Linked DNA regions of Mus musculus: regions 2, 3, 4 and 5 are each linked to region 1. The links are chromatin contacts, called in public HiChIP or PLAC-seq and promoter capture Hi-C maps. All regions are on one chromosome and are shown on one strand. The core of a region is the stretch at or near the end of the contact, and the rest is flanking DNA. Distances in the headings are between cores, read along the strand shown.

The links. Promoter capture Hi-C pulls out the DNA fragments that hold promoters and counts their contacts. HiChIP or PLAC-seq counts read pairs in DNA pulled down with a chosen protein or histone mark. Capture Hi-C pulls out chosen DNA fragments and counts their contacts.
Region 2: a contact with region 1 is called in a promoter capture Hi-C map of adipose tissue. The contact joins the promoter of Fscn2 here to the promoter of Hmga1b in region 1. A contact is called at or near these places in 3 of 39 promoter capture datasets (liver, pre-B cells and stem cell-derived epiblast-like cells), 1 of 484 Hi-C or Micro-C datasets (embryonic stem cells), 1 of 115 datasets of contacts at active chromatin or transcription factors (pancreatic cancer cells) and 1 of 9 other capture datasets (adipose tissue).
Region 3: a promoter capture Hi-C map of embryonic stem cells shows a contact between it and region 1, with 4 times the contacts expected there. The contact joins the promoter of Tex19.2 here to the promoter of Hmga1b in region 1. A contact is called at or near these places in 4 of 39 promoter capture datasets (embryonic stem cells, liver and stem cell-derived epiblast-like cells), 1 of 115 datasets of contacts at active chromatin or transcription factors (pancreatic cancer cells) and 1 of 9 other capture datasets (embryonic stem cells).
Region 4: a contact with region 1 is called in a promoter capture Hi-C map of pre-B cells, with 3 times the contacts expected there. The contact joins the promoter of Tspan10 here to the promoter of Hmga1b in region 1. A contact is called at or near these places in 9 of 39 promoter capture datasets (the HPC-7 cell line, cranial neural crest, embryonic stem cells and 5 more), 2 of 115 datasets of contacts at active chromatin or transcription factors (pancreatic cancer cells and pro-B cells) and 2 of 9 other capture datasets (liver and macrophages).
Region 5: a contact with region 1 is called in an HNF4G HiChIP or PLAC-seq map of pancreatic cancer cells. The contact joins the promoter of Sectm1b here to the promoter of Hmga1b in region 1. A contact is called at or near these places in 1 of 39 promoter capture datasets (liver), 1 of 484 Hi-C or Micro-C datasets (embryonic stem cells) and 1 of 115 datasets of contacts at active chromatin or transcription factors (pancreatic cancer cells).

Annotation. Positions count from the first base shown.
Region 1 is chr11:120,761,342-120,764,152 of GRCm38.p6, forward strand. It overlaps Hmga1b (high mobility group AT-hook 1B), which reads left to right and starts at 1,453. Exons shown (of 2, transcript NM_001166477.1): 1 at 1,453-1,649; 2 at 1,683-2,811. The coding sequence starts at 1,548. The coding sequence ends at 1,871.
Region 2 is chr11:120,360,177-120,362,987 of GRCm38.p6, forward strand. It overlaps Fscn2 (fascin actin-bundling protein 2), which reads left to right and starts at 1,358. Exons shown (of 5, transcript NM_172802.4): 1 at 1,358-2,358. The coding sequence starts at 1,533.
Region 3 is chr11:121,117,204-121,120,014 of GRCm38.p6, forward strand. Tex19.2 (testis expressed gene 19.2) reads right to left here and starts at 1,474. Exons shown (of 3, transcript NM_027622.3): 1 at 985-1,474; 2 at 624-697; 3 at 1-493. The coding sequence starts at 417.
Region 4 is chr11:120,441,240-120,444,050 of GRCm38.p6, forward strand. It overlaps Tspan10 (tetraspanin 10), which reads left to right and starts at 1,392. Exons shown (of 3, transcript NM_145363.2): 1 at 1,392-1,578. The coding sequence starts at 1,540.
Region 5 is chr11:121,062,112-121,064,922 of GRCm38.p6, forward strand. It overlaps Sectm1b (secreted and transmembrane 1B), which reads right to left and starts at 1,458. Exons shown (of 5, transcript NM_026907.3): 1 at 1,406-1,458; 2 at 1,085-1,192.

The DNA of each region.
Region 1 (2,811 bases), core at 203-2,702:
GAAGCCAGAAGTAGTGAATAAGAGTAGTTTTAGCCCTTGCCGTGAGTAGTAGTAGAGTAGTGAGTAGTTTAGCCCTTCCCCTAAGAAGAAGCTGCTGGGGAAGAGAGCTGTAAAAGAAAGAGCCTGAAGTAAAGATGTTGCTGCATGAACCCGACTTGGTGCCTGTGTCGTTCTTGTCACCACCGGCTCGGAGTGGAGATGACGACAGTAGGTAGGTAACTCAGCTGACTTTTGCGTCTTCTGGGCTCTGATCTGCAGTCTTTCTTCTTTGCTGCTTGGTTTGTCTGAGAGAGACTCTCAGCTTTTGTTGCTTACCCTGACAGCAAGGGATCTTGTGAAATTGGTCAGTTTCAGGAACTTCCTGAAACTATATGAGTTGTTTGCATCCCTACTTAAGGAACTTCCATGCAGGATGGGGTGTTTTAATTTCAAAGGAAACTGTTATACAACAGTCCTCACATAATGTTGTAGTTAGGGCTCAGCACATGACTCTGGATAGAGAAGTCTTCAGACAACATAGGTGACAGGAGATAGAGCAGGAGCTGTGGAGGGTGAAGACATCTTAGGAGAAATGCGCTCCTAAGGGCGAAGCTAGCAGATGACTGTCTTCCCAAGACGTTGGAGCTTGATGCTCCCTTCCTGGTAAACCACTTCCTCCTGCCTGGTGGCCAACTGGCATCCCTGAAAGGCCACCATTTCCCAGGAGTTCCGATGGCCACCAGACAGCAGGTTGGTCACAATCCACAGCTTTTGTCATAGAAGGGGAAGGGCTTTGATCTTACTGGATAGATCAGGCCAGACACCAGTATTCAGTGCCACCTGGAGGTTGGCTATAGGACTTGGTGGTTTGCTCAGACTGGGATCAAGGACACAGTGAGCAGGCATGATCTGTCCCTGTTAGCTATGAGGAAACTGCCAGGCAGCAGCAAATGATTGGGCTCCGGGCCCCCACTGTGTATGCTGTCCCCTGAGCCACAGGAAGGTCCCAGAGCACCCTTCTGACCAGTGCGGAGGAATGCTCAGGGGAAGGGTACTGCTGTCCCTGCACTATAGAGCACTGGAAGTACAGCTGCCTCCTTTCAGCGACTCACACGGTCTCAGTGCAGAGCCTGGACTGAGCAAGGGAAAGGCGGCAGTCTGAGCACACCTCCTCCCCAGGGCTGTCCATGAGGCATCTGAGCCTCCTGCCCGGCCCAGATGTCGTGTGACCTGCTATGACTCACTGGATCGTGAGTACTTGTTCCATGAACCCTGACACACAAGACAAGAGACCCTCAGCACACCTCAAACAATCGCCAGACACGGGTTGAGGTGCACAATATTCTCTGATTACTCCTAACTGGCTCCAAAGAACCAGGTCTCTGCTCAGAGAAGAGGAGATGCACAGAGGTACTCAGGGTTTGCAACTGGGGCAGGAAACCCCAGAATCCATGCTTAGATTTACAAGAGTCGCCTCTAATTGGGACTCCGAGTCGGGGCTATTTCTGGTGTTGGCGCGGCTCCAAGAAGGCACTCACTGTGTGCTGCCCCACACATAGAGAAGGAGAATGAGCGAGTCGGGCTCAAAGTCCAGCCAGCCCCTGGCCTCCAAGCAGGAAAAGGATGGGACTGAGAAGCGAGGCCGGGGCAGGCCACGCAAGCAGCCTCCGGTGAGTCCTGGGACGGCGCTGGTCGGGAGTCAGAAAGAGCCCAGTGAAGTGCCAACTCCGAAGAGACCTCGGGGCCGACCAAAGGGAAGCAAGAATAAGGGCGCCGCCAAGACCCGGAAAGTCACCACAGCTCCAGGGAGGAAACCAAGGGGCAGACCCAAGAAACTGGAGAAGGAGGAAGAGGAGGGCATCTCCCAGGAGTCCTCTGAGGAGGAGCAGTGATCACCACTCGCAGTGCCGCCTGCTCCATAGCCACTGAGGAGCAGCTGTCCCCTGGGACTGGAAGCCCTGCTCCCAGGCCCCTCCCCGCCCCCACTGCACACTACCGCACCAGGCACCAGCTGCAGGCTCTGCTCCGCAGCACCCAAGGGAGCAGGATTCGGCTCAGTCCCTGTGCCCTCCTCCCGAACACACCTGCCCCATCCTGACAAGGCTAACTTCCCATTTAGCCGCAGCCCGGCCTGCTGCGCACCTCCCTCAGAGCCGTGGCTCTCTGGGCGCTTTGTTTTGCGGGTCCCTTCTGCCCTGCTGTTCCTGGCTTCCCCGTAGAGGGTCCTGGGAGCATTCCCTGGCCTTAAGGGGCCCCGGCCCCATCTCACTCTGACAAGGCCCAGTGGCTGACCTAGCAGCAGCAGTGTGGTCAGGGCAGGGGATGCTTAGATCCCAGCATGTCCCCACCAAAGTATCACCGGGTGGGTTTCTCAGCCCCTCCTGCCCCACCCTACAGAGATCATGCACTGGGTTGGCTGAGCCCCTTGACAACAGGAAGTAGGATGATGTTGGCTCCACCCACTTTAATGTTCTCACCTGAGACTAGACAGATGGGGTTACCGCCCATCTCCAGAGTAAGGGCCTGTTCTCGCCTCCACCAAAGGCAAACGGGCACCAACACGCCTCCCCCAGTCCACTCTAGGCTGTTCCTTCCTCCCGCAGGGCACTAAGGAGCTAGCCTTGCCGCCCCCTCCTTTTCGCTCCTCCCTGCCCCCCATGGTTCTGGTTCCATCTTCTCCTCTGTTCACAAACTACCTCTGGACGGTTGTGTTGTTTTTTTTTTGTTCCATGTTCATTCTTAGATACCCACTATTGCTGCTGCTACCAGCGTCAGATGTTCATCCTCCTGAATTTGCCTGTATTCTCTCCCCCACACAATACACTCGAGGGG
Region 2 (2,811 bases), core at 108-2,607, 400 kb before region 1:
GAGGAAAGGATGACTGGGGTCACAGCTGGAAGCATTCCACATCCTCCTGTTACTGTCCCTCAGGAAGGCCCTCCCGCGTGGTCACACAGTTATGAGGAAGAAGACGCCAGTTCTGGCTCAGGCCCAGGATGGACAGCTCTGGTTTCCTGCTTGGCTCTGGTCCCCTGAGGCAGGTGCAGGGTAAGAACTGAGCAGGACTACTGACGCTCCCTACGATGCCTGTCAGACTCAGGATGGACAGGGTACAGCCAGTGGTCCCAGGGATAAGAGGTCAGGGGTCAGGTGCGGCCAGCTTCCAGCATCTCCTAAGCTGCACCACCCAGCTCCCTCTTGGATTTTATGGGAGTGCTTTTAGAAGCACGGGGAAGACTGTGCCCCACACAGCCCCCCTATATTCAAGTCTGTAAAAGCCACAGGCCAAGCCCATAACCCTGTGATCTGGGCAGCAGTAATCAGGTCTCCAATTCCGTCAAAGGCAGTTGAAGCTAGACCACCCTGAGCTCCCTGCACAGAAGGGAAGAGCATCATGCCCTGAGCGAGAGTCAGCAGGGAACATAGGATCCCTGGCATACCCTGCTACACAGGTGTGTCCCTGCACATGTAGTCCTGGATGTGAGCATCACATGGTTGCCTAGCATACCATATGAGGCTGCTCTTTCCAAACCAAGTGGACGAGGCACACCAGGGTATCTGTCTCAGCATTGTCATCCCTGCTGAGGGTCAAGGTGTCCCAGCTTATGTGTGCCACTTAGGTCCTCCCTGCCGCCTCCCCAGCCCATGACTCAGGGGCAGACACAGGACAGTGTCAAGCTCAGGGCCACACACAAGGATAGGAACTGTGTGGCCAGGGGGATAGGACAGGCTGCTGCTGCATGCTACAGGGGGCCGTATTGCTCCTGGCAGCAGGAATCAGAGATGCAGTAACTGGATCCTGAAGAGGATCTGGCGGGCCACTGAGGGTGGAGGGCTGCGATCAGGTTGCCAGTCTGCTGTGAGTTTTCCACTGGGCTGCCTTTTCTACCTTGGAAAAGAGCTGGGCTGGAAGCAGGGTCTCAGGTGGGGACTGGGAAGCCCTGAAGCAATTGGCAGTAAGAAGAGAGACTAAGAACCGTGGAATCTACAGTTTATAGGGCATAGGACCCAGGCAGCCATGGGTGAGGACAAGGAGGTGGTCAGCCTCGCTTTTGTCCTGCTGGACATTGACTCTGGACTTGGTGCATCCAGGAGCCACTGAAATCCAAGCTGGGGCTAAGGCAAGTTGGCTACTGCTTCTAAGCCGGTGCACTTCTGATCCGCCCCTCTCACCCGCCCTCGGCTGCCCGCTGGCCATGTAAGATCTGCCTGGGTGGCCGAGGCCACAAGACAGAGGGAGGCAGCATTGGAGCAGGTAGCGTCCATGTCGCTGGCTAGGCTTGGGAGCCAAGGGTCAGATAAACAGATCTGGGCCTCAGGGGGGGCTACAGGCCCCCTGAACAGAACACTTAGAGAGAGTTCCTTCCCAGGCCCCTGAAGCAACGTGGCTAGCCTCAAAGATGCCAACCAACGGTCTGCACCAGGTGCTGAAGATCCAGTTTGGCCTTGTTAACGATGCCGACCGCTACCTGACTGCAGAGAGCTTTGGCTTCAAGGTCAACGCCTCCGCAGCCAGCCTCAAGAGGAAGCAGATCTGGGTCCTGGAGCCTGACCCGGGGCAGGGCACTGCCGTGCTGTTCCGAAGCAGTCACCTAGGCCGCTACCTGTCAGCAGAAGAAGATGGACGTGTGGCCTGTGAGATGGATCAGCCGGGCCGTGACTGCCGCTTCCTGGTCTTGCCGCAGCCTGATGGGCGCTGGGTGCTGCAGTCAGAGCCACACGGCCGCTTCTTCGGTGGCATTGAGGACCGACTGTCCTGCTTTGCCACGGCCATTTCCCCGGCAGAGCTGTGGACTGTGCACCTGGCCATCCACCCACAGGCTCATTTGCTGAGTGTGAGCCGTCGGCGCTACGTGCACCTGTGCCTTCAGGAAGATGAGATGGCAGCAGACGGTGACATGCCATGGGGTGTGGACGCACTAGTCACCCTCATTTTCCAGAGCAGGCGGTACTGCCTCAAGTCTTATGACAGCCGCTACCTTCGCAGCGATGGCCGCCTTGTCTGGGAACCTGAAGCCCATGCCTGCTACACGCTGGAGTTCAAGGCAGGCAAGCTGGCCTTCAAGGACTGTGACGGCCGGTACCTGGCACCTGTGGGGCCTGCTGGCACACTCAAGGCTGGTCGCAACACGAGGCCCAGCAAGGATGAACTCTTCGACCTGGAGCAAAGTCACCCACAGGTGGTGCTGGTAGCTGCCAACCGGCGCTACATCTCTGTGAGGCAAGGTAGGGTAGGGCAGCTGATATTGTGTAGTGTGTGCACGTATGCAGAGACCTGCCACATGCTGGGGTGGAGGGCGCTATTTACTGGAGATGGGTGTCTCTACACACAGTGTAAGTGGGGCTGCTGGCTTCAGGAGTCCTCGTCACTCTCCAGACATCTGGAGAGTATCAGCCAAATGTGGTGCCTGCTAGACTGCAGCTGCCTCGAAGATTGGAGAGGTGTAGCAGCGTAGCGAGGCAGAATCTGGGGGCAATAGGAGGGTGGGAAGCAGGCTGGGGACTGATACACCTTTGCTCTCATACCACCCACTTTCTCATCTTTGGGGGAGATGAGGGACAAGGGCAGGGCAAAGTGCTTGACCATTGGGAACCTTGTGGGACCCCCCCGCCCAAGAATGAGACTTTACTGTTATCCTCAGTGTTAGACATGGCTAACCCAACCTTACTTAGGTCCTG
Region 3 (2,811 bases), core at 224-2,723, 360 kb after region 1:
TGAAAGCCCATCAAATCTCCAGGGAAGGGCCTGGGTCCACTCAGCATCCTCAGGACCCAGATCCAGGGGTACAGCTTCCTGAGGCCCCAGCTCAGTGGGCACAGGCTGGGGTCCCTGAGCCCCAGAGCCTGCAGAGACAGAGATGCCATGTGGCAGATGACCTTGGCCCTCTCCCCCACTAAGCCCGGGCCATTCCTCGGGCTCAGACGATGCCTCTGAGAGTTCCATGGGCTCAGCATCCCACACTCCTTCTTCCCAGTCTCCCATCTCCAGCATGTTCTTAACGACGAGGAAAGCTGCCTTGAAGCAAGCAAAGCAGATCTTCATCTGTTCCCCATGGACAAGATGGTACAGCCACGCCCCATAGAGGCAGGACATGCCCTTGGCCCCATGGCGAACGCTGACTGGGGGACACATGGTCAAGAAGTCTGTCTGCAGCTAAGCGGACACACAGAGGAAGACTTGCTCGATGGTCTCAGTAGGACCATAGAGGCTAGAAATAGGTGGAAAAGGTGAGAATGAGAGAAACGGGAGAAAACAGGGCACAGTAGGAGGTCTAGGGGCTTTGGGGCTGCAGGATACGGGGCAGTGGTACGAGAACTGGGTGAGAATTAAATGAATACCTCTCTGGAGAAGTAGACAGGCTTGAGCTTCCAGAAACTTCTTCAGCTTCACACTTGCTCCAATGTCTGGAGAGCTTGAAAGGCAGAGGAAATGAGGTTTGCCTCCCCCCACCCCAGCCCCCGGGCTGCTGCAGGGCCCCCCTTGAGGAGAGGGTGTTGGAGCTCTGGCCCCCGGGGCTCCCTGCTCACTCTGGACAGGCTGGGGTGACATCAGAGTTGTCCTCAGGGCTCAAGGCCCCGACCTCACACTTGCACCCGGCTACCAACCAAAGAGGCCGGGAAGCCTACGTCAGGAGTATCTCCTCTCTGCCCACCGTGCTCACCCGGCCCAGCCCTCGGCCCAGTCCCTTTCCATCCTTACCTCCCTGACTGAGCGCCCAGGTGCCAGCTAAGGGACTCCAAAGCCAGGCTCTCCTCACTGAGCACTGAACACCGAGCGAGGACCAACAAGGCCTTATAAAGGGTCAACGGCCATGATGCTCCAGCTCATTTACATATCTCCCATGAGGCCCCAAAGCAGCAGGAAGCGAAGGCGCTGAGTCACTCTGGCCCCCAAGGTGCACATGAGGCCTGGCGCCCCCTACAGCGCGCATGCGCTGCTCCCCTGCGGACACCTGAGCACCCTGTGTGCTTCCTGTGTGCTCTAGCGGTGCCCGATGTCCCCATCCCTGTGCCTTCGAGGGACTCGAAGGCCTGGGTTCAGAGCTGGGCCCGCAGCACATCTTGTTTGGAAAAGTCGATTCCTTCTTCCCTGTCTCTTTAGTAAAAAGTTCTTTAACACTTGGGAAACTGCTCGCTCAGTTCTCAACTGCAGGCTAAGCACAGTTGCCCCTCTCTGGGTCTTTTTGTTCTCAGACTCTTTAAAGAAATTCTTTGTAGAGTTTATCCTTAGAGGAGTCTGGGACTCAGAGGAAAAACCAAGCATAAGATACAAGGTTTCCAGCAGCCTCTGGAGCTCAACCTTGACCACACAGAGGTTTATTTGTTAAAATCTGCCGCAGTCCACTCTGGACACCCCACAGGGGTGGACACTGGTGTAGTGACGTTCCTCTGTCATCACAGGGCCAGTTTCACTTCAGTAATACTCCATTAAAAGAATAAATCCCTTTATCCACTCACTTCTTGTAGAAGATCTGGTTGCTTTCTGGGGTTTGGTAATTTGGTATTTTAAAAAGCTATTACCAGTTTTGCATTGGTCTTCTAAACTTAAGCTTTTGTCTCCTTTGAATACACCCAGAGAAGCACAAAAGCCACGTTGTGAGCTAGTTGTAGTGTGTGAGAGCTGGCACAGTTTTCCAAAAGCTCTTCCTTCAGGACCAAGTGGAGTCTGAAGCCACATGAGCTTGCAAGTCCTGGAAAATGGCAGTTGTGCCCAAAACAATGAGAAGTAAATGGCCATTCGCGCGAAAAACTGATCTATCACAGTCGGAGACTGAAAGAATCCAAGCTTGAGTGAAGAGTTGCATCACGCTGGGCTACCCTCTCGCTTCAACCTCTTTTTTTTTGTCTGAAAGGGAGCAGGGTTCCTGAGGAATCTTTTTAAAAAGATACTAGAGCGTGAGTTCCAAGACAGCCAGTGCCACACAGCACTGTCTTAAAAAAACAAAAATAAACAAACAAATAAATATTGCCAGATCACAGTTAGAAATGTACGTCCCATGACTAAGCAATCAAATATATGAGCCTATGGTGGCCATTCTTATTCAAAAATGTCTTGTACTGGAGAAGTGGCTCACAACAGGCTTAAGTTCTAGCCCCAGGGGGTCGGATATCCTCTTCTAGCTACTTCACCTATACACACATGGCACACTCATACCCCCCCCCACACACACAAATACAAATAAAAATAAAACTTAAAAAAAAAGAATTATTGGGATTTGTACTGGCTGGCTTTGTGTGTCAACTTGACACAGCTGGAGTTATCACAGAGAAAGGAGCTTCAGTTGAGGAAATGCCTCCATGAGATCTAGCTGTAAGGCATTTTCTCAATTAGTGATCAAGGGGGAAAGGCCCCTTGTGGGTGGGACCATCCCTGGGCTGGTAGTCTTGGGTTCTATAAGAAAGCAGGCTGAGCAAGCCAGGGGAAGCAAGCCAGTAAAGAATATTCCTCCATGGCCTCTGCATCAGCTCCTGCTTCCTGACCTGCTTGAGTTCCAGTCCTGACTTCCTTGGTGATGAACAGCATTCA
Region 4 (2,811 bases), core at 142-2,641, 320 kb before region 1:
TTACTGCCTTGTGTGATCTCTTTGCTTACTACTTTACTTAGTGACTATCTTTTTTTATTTTTTATTTGAGACAGGGTTTCTCTGTGTAGCCCTGTCTCTGTGGCTGTCCTGGAACCCACTCTGTAGACCAGGCTGGCCTTGAACTTAGAAATCTGCCTGCCTCTGCCTCCCAAGTGCTGGGACTAAAGGCGTGCCCCACCACTGCCTGGCTTCTTAATTATTACCTTGTGTGACCTCCTTGTTTGCTACTTCACTTGATTACTTTGTCTTTGATCTAAGAGCTGACCATGTTTTTTGGATGCACCTAGGATGCTATACAAGCAGGCTGGAGCGACATGAAGCTGTTCCAGCCTCAGCACAGGCTGGAGTCAGGGTATCATTTTCTCTAACTGTTTTTTTTTCTTTTCAATCCTCACTCCCTCACTTGAGACCCTGCTGACTGAATGAGCTGGCTTGGTCAGGGGAAGAAAAAAAATGGGGTGTTGCTGCTGCTGCTGCTGCTGCTGCTGCTGCTGCTGGAAGACACTGGAGGGCTCCAGGCAACAGTGAGTGCAGTGGAGATGGGGTTATGACAAAGGCCGGGATGCACAAGTGCTAGGCCATTCGATTGTCTGGCATATAAAGTTATAAGTCAGAAAAAATGGTAGATAAAGCTAAAAGTGGAGGCTGAGCCTGAGATGTCTATCAAAAGTTAAAACTCAGGGGAACTGGGGTCCAAACAGGAGGGGCATTTTCCATGTACAGCAGAACCTTGCCCTAAACATGTCTACAGAAGGGCTTCCTGATGTCTCAAGGTCCTGTGGGCCTATAATGACACTAACACATCTACATCACACATACATACACACACACACACACATACACACACACACACCAGTCAGAAGCAGGGAGACAGAGTTAGGTGGTAGGGCCCAGTGTTGACAGCCTAGGGACATGCTTTCTGTCTCCACAGCGAGTTGCTCAAGTCCTTTAGACTGGACAGTGATCACAGCAAAATCCTGCTTCCAACAAGCTTGGAGGGAAGGGACATCTGGAACGTGAATACTGAGTTGTTCTTGCTCTCCATAAACTATAAGGATAATTGGCTTTTGTACTGCCTGTGGGGCTCCTGGGGCTGCTATTGTGAACCAGTTTGCACAGAACTGATCTTTTAGGGGTGCTGATAGGAGACCAGCTGAGCCTACAGGCCAAGACCAAAATGGGACTCAATAGTGATGGCCATGGGTCCAGCATCAGGGCCACCTTAACAAAATCATGACTGTGCAGACATTAGGGATATCTCTGGAGCCAAGGCCAAGAATTACAGGCTAGAAAGACCAGATGTGACTATAGAAGCAGGCCCCTGCTGTAAGCCCTAAAATGTGACTCCTCACATGATACCACTGTGATCGCACTGGAGGAGGAGCTTGCAGCTCTCCAGCTCTGGCTTATACAGTTCACAGAGAAGCCAAGGGACACCGGGACACCGTTATTTTAGGACTGTAACCTGTTCAGAGAGACCCTGGCCACTGCTCTCCGTGGTTTTCTCCAATTGTGTGGATGATGAAGGAAGAAGAATGCAGCCCCTTGCTGTCTCAGGTGAGCCGACACTTAATGGCCTAGCTCAGGTTGAAGATGTTTCTTGGATCTAAGGTCCTCTGGGAAGCCCCTGGACCAGGTTGCAGTCTACCTGACTCCTGGCCCCACCCCCCAGTCTAGCTGTGTGCTTGACCCATGGGTACACTTGGGTGCTAGCCTTTAAGGTGCCCCCTATAGGCCTGAAAGAAGTATTGATTCAGGATCAGGTAAGGGCAAATGTCCTTTGAGGCTGATTGTGGACTCTGTGGCCTCAGGCAGTCTTAATGCTGCCAGCTGGCTCTGGCAGGTTGTCCTTTTACTCTGACAGACTCCGGCTGACAAATAACCTTCACATATTCTGCTCCAAATTTAGGGTGAAAGAGCAATCCACACACCTGGACAAGCTTCTTCCTGTGGGACGGGGATGAAATGAGACCCTTGCCTAGATACCTGGCTGTAGTCATGCCTAAGTCACACTGTCATTCGAAAAACAAGGTTACCCCATCTCCCTTTAGAGGGTCTCTCTCAGGTCTGCCTCCTTGCCTCCTCTAAATTCCTGCCTATTGGCTGCCTCTCTCCCTGCCCAGGAAGCCAGGCAGGCAGTACCTAGGCAATCTCTCCCTGCATCCTCTACACTAGGTTCAGCATAGTGTCCACACTTGACCTAGGATCAGTCGGTGGGCCCGAGATGATACAAAGAAAACAAGGTTCGTTTCACGCAGAAGGGTAGAAGGGTAGTCACGGGATCAGCTTCTCTATCCCAGGCAGCCTGCACTTATGGCTTGGGTGGGAAAGTCCCTCTTGTGACTGCACAAAGTCACTGCTGGTGGGGCACTATAGACTGATTCCACCACAGAGACCATTCCAAGACTAGGGAAGCAGACCCACCTGCCATGATTCTGCTGTGTTGGAGGAATAGAAATCCTGACCCTGGGCAAGACCACGCTGGTCCATCTTTCACAAGGGTATAGAAGAAAGGGAGTGGGTCCATCTTGTAACTGCTGCTCTGCCCAGTGTTTACCAGGGACCTTTCAGGGAGCTGTCATTATACTGTCCTAATGGAGATTGGCCTCACACATCGACCCTGGAAAGCAGTGAACTAGGACCCTCACTGCCCTTTTAGATTACAAGTCCCCAGGCCCCAAGTTACTGATTCTTCAAATCTTTACTTCCTTCCATAAACTTCCTCTAAGCCCACCCCAGTCTCTTAGCCCCTCTCTGGTGAGGCCTCACCCCTGCTCGATGTCACAGAGT
Region 5 (2,811 bases), core at 208-2,707, 300 kb after region 1:
CCTTGTCTCTCAGGCCCTGGGAACTTCTGGGTTTTTCCCAGCTATAACAGGACCTCTTTACTTAAGTCAACAGAATGACCAGAAGTAGGCTGAATCTGTGTCCACCTTGCTTGCATCTGTGTTCTTTTGGCTCCAGCTCATGATCAGCTCTGCATATAAGTATGGCAGTTACTCAAGGAGCCTTTGTCTAACGCCCATGAACTCCTCATGGCTGAGGAGACAAAGAACGGGAGTCTCTGAAGCATCTGTTGGCTTTCGTAGTGTCATGTTCCAGATCCCCCCGAAATGCATGAAAAGTCTCTAGTCATTGTTCTTAGTTTGCAGTGATCCAGGGTGTCAGAATAACATTCTCACAGATCCCTTAACACAGTCACCCCAGCAGGAGGAGCCACCTTTTCGGAACCCCATTATCCCTCAACCAGGACTTATTGGCAGCACCCTATCAGAACTGAGATAGTGATCAACCAGACTACGCTGTGACCAGGACTTCTTAACGATGTAGACCCTTCCCACTCCTCTATTTAAGCCCAAAGCTCATGTTAGTACCTTAAAGATGGGTTGACAGACTTTGTTGCCATTCTTGCCCAAGGACTGTGTGGGTTAAGTCCCTTCCCTGTATTTTTATTTGATTCCTTAGGGGAGATCTCTGTTTCAGGACTCAGCTGGCACAGCCAACATGGTATGTCACCTTTCTGACACTCCCTTCCCAATGCCTTTGCTGGATCTCCTGATGGAAATGATGCCATGACCTATGTCCACCAGTTATGAGTGCTGAGCCCCAAAGGAGATAGAAGCAGATCTGACCCCATCCCATGCAACACAATGGCCTTCAGCTCAGCTGGGAGTTGCATGCATGGAGCCTCAAGGATTTTGCAGAAGAAAGTCACAAGAAGAACCTTCAACCCCACAGCCAGACGTTGGCTTCTACTTATGTTAAGATGAGACCCAAACAACAGGACCCACACAGGTCACTGACTGAGCATAACATAGAGTCTTGATTCTCTGAGTGACCAGCCTCAGAAATTCACCCGTGTCAACTGCAGCTCACCTGTGTGCACCAAATCCCTCCCCCTGGCTTACGTACTCATGATCAGATGACAAGAAAGAATGCTCTGTTCTCTTCTTCCCATTCAGTTCACACCGAAGAACCCAGCTGCTGCACCTGCTCCTCCTGGAGCTTGGTGGGAGGCACCTGGAGAGACACAGATCCACTCTGCTCCTGATGTCCAGGGTGCCTGGACACTCCTCAGCCTCACCTTTACTCTGGACAAATCACTGAGACACAGGCATCCAATAAACAGAGGGTCCCAGAGAGGCTGCAGCCAGGGACACCCTGCCTGAGGGTCTCACCCCACATGCTTTAGAGCCCCAACACTCTGGGTGCCACCTCCCCTCCAGTTCTCACCTGCATGTGTGCTCCAGCTTCTTACCTGCTTCTCTGGCAATGAACTCTGGTGTAGCCCTTGCTGAGCTCATCCTGACCTGAGGGCGTGTCAGGGAGGAGGCGGTCCAAGTACCACCCGTTCTCATACCCAAGGGACTGCATTAATCCAGGAAGAAAACAAACTTCGGGAAAGAGTGTCATTTGCAGGAACTACCCTGAGTCCACACAACAGTGATGAGTTTCTGAGTGACTCCTTCATTAAAACATTTTAATTGAAAGCGGCTTTTAGCTACTTGCCTTAGGAGCACGGGAAGAAAGTCTAGGCTTTTCCTAGGCTAGTCATGGCTGCGGTCAGTGTTTGATTCAGGGCTCAGGGACTGCTCATTTAGGGGGACTTGTCTCCCTGCATGGGACATCACAGGCAAGAAGACTCTGGGCAACCACACAGGGAAAGGCAGGAGCCTAGTGCCCACACTGGACACAGTGCATGGGCTCCACATTCACAGGGTTCCCAGATATCCCTAGTGCCAACGTTAGAGAGAGGATCAGATAACCATGATCCCATGATTGTAGTATCCCTCCGGCAAGGCTTAGGCTACCAGACCGGAGGTAGGGGTCCTTGGGATGGTGGGGCAAGGATGTCCTGTGGTAAGGAATCTTGAAGGGCAGCTAAAGGTTCCGTGTCTCACCCCAAACATTAAAACACCTTTGTTGTCTCAGTGAAAACTCACCGTGAAAGTGAAACTAGGTGATTTGTTTTGAAACCACAAGGCAGGGACAACAACATTACAAGTCTTTCCCAGTGACAGTTCCAACTCTGAGGTCAGTGTCTACAGGTGATGATGCAGCTTAGCCTTCTGGAGAGTCTGTGTGCAAAAATCCCACCCCGGTGTGTACACGGTCTCAGTGTGTATACAGTCCTGCTGTGGTCTCACTGGCAGACACAGCTGCTTGTGTCCTAGCTCCACTAGGAGTCACCTTCTGCACATTCTCTGATCAGAAGTTGTGACATCTCCTGTCTCACCCACAGAGTTTTCAGAGATTTATGCTCCAAGGTCACTCTCAATTTCCTCAGCAGGATCTGCTGAGAATTTAGGAGTGCTGGGTATCTATTTCCTGTTGTCCTCTGTCCTCTGTGGCTTAATCCTATTTTTAATTTCTCTCTCTCTCTTTCTCTCCCTCTCTCCCCCCTCTCTCTCTCTTCCCCCTCTCTCCCCCTCCCTCCTTCTTCCCCTCCCTCCCATCTTCTCCCCTCCCCTTTGTGTGTGTGTGTCCTACCTTAGGCACTATTCACAGTTTTGAAGCAGGGTCTTTTGTTGGCCTGGCTTTCACCAGGTATGCCAGTGAGTCTGAGAGAGCGGTACCTCCTCAGTGCTGGAATTATAACTGTGCACATCATACTCAGCTTTTAATTTTTTTTTTTTACA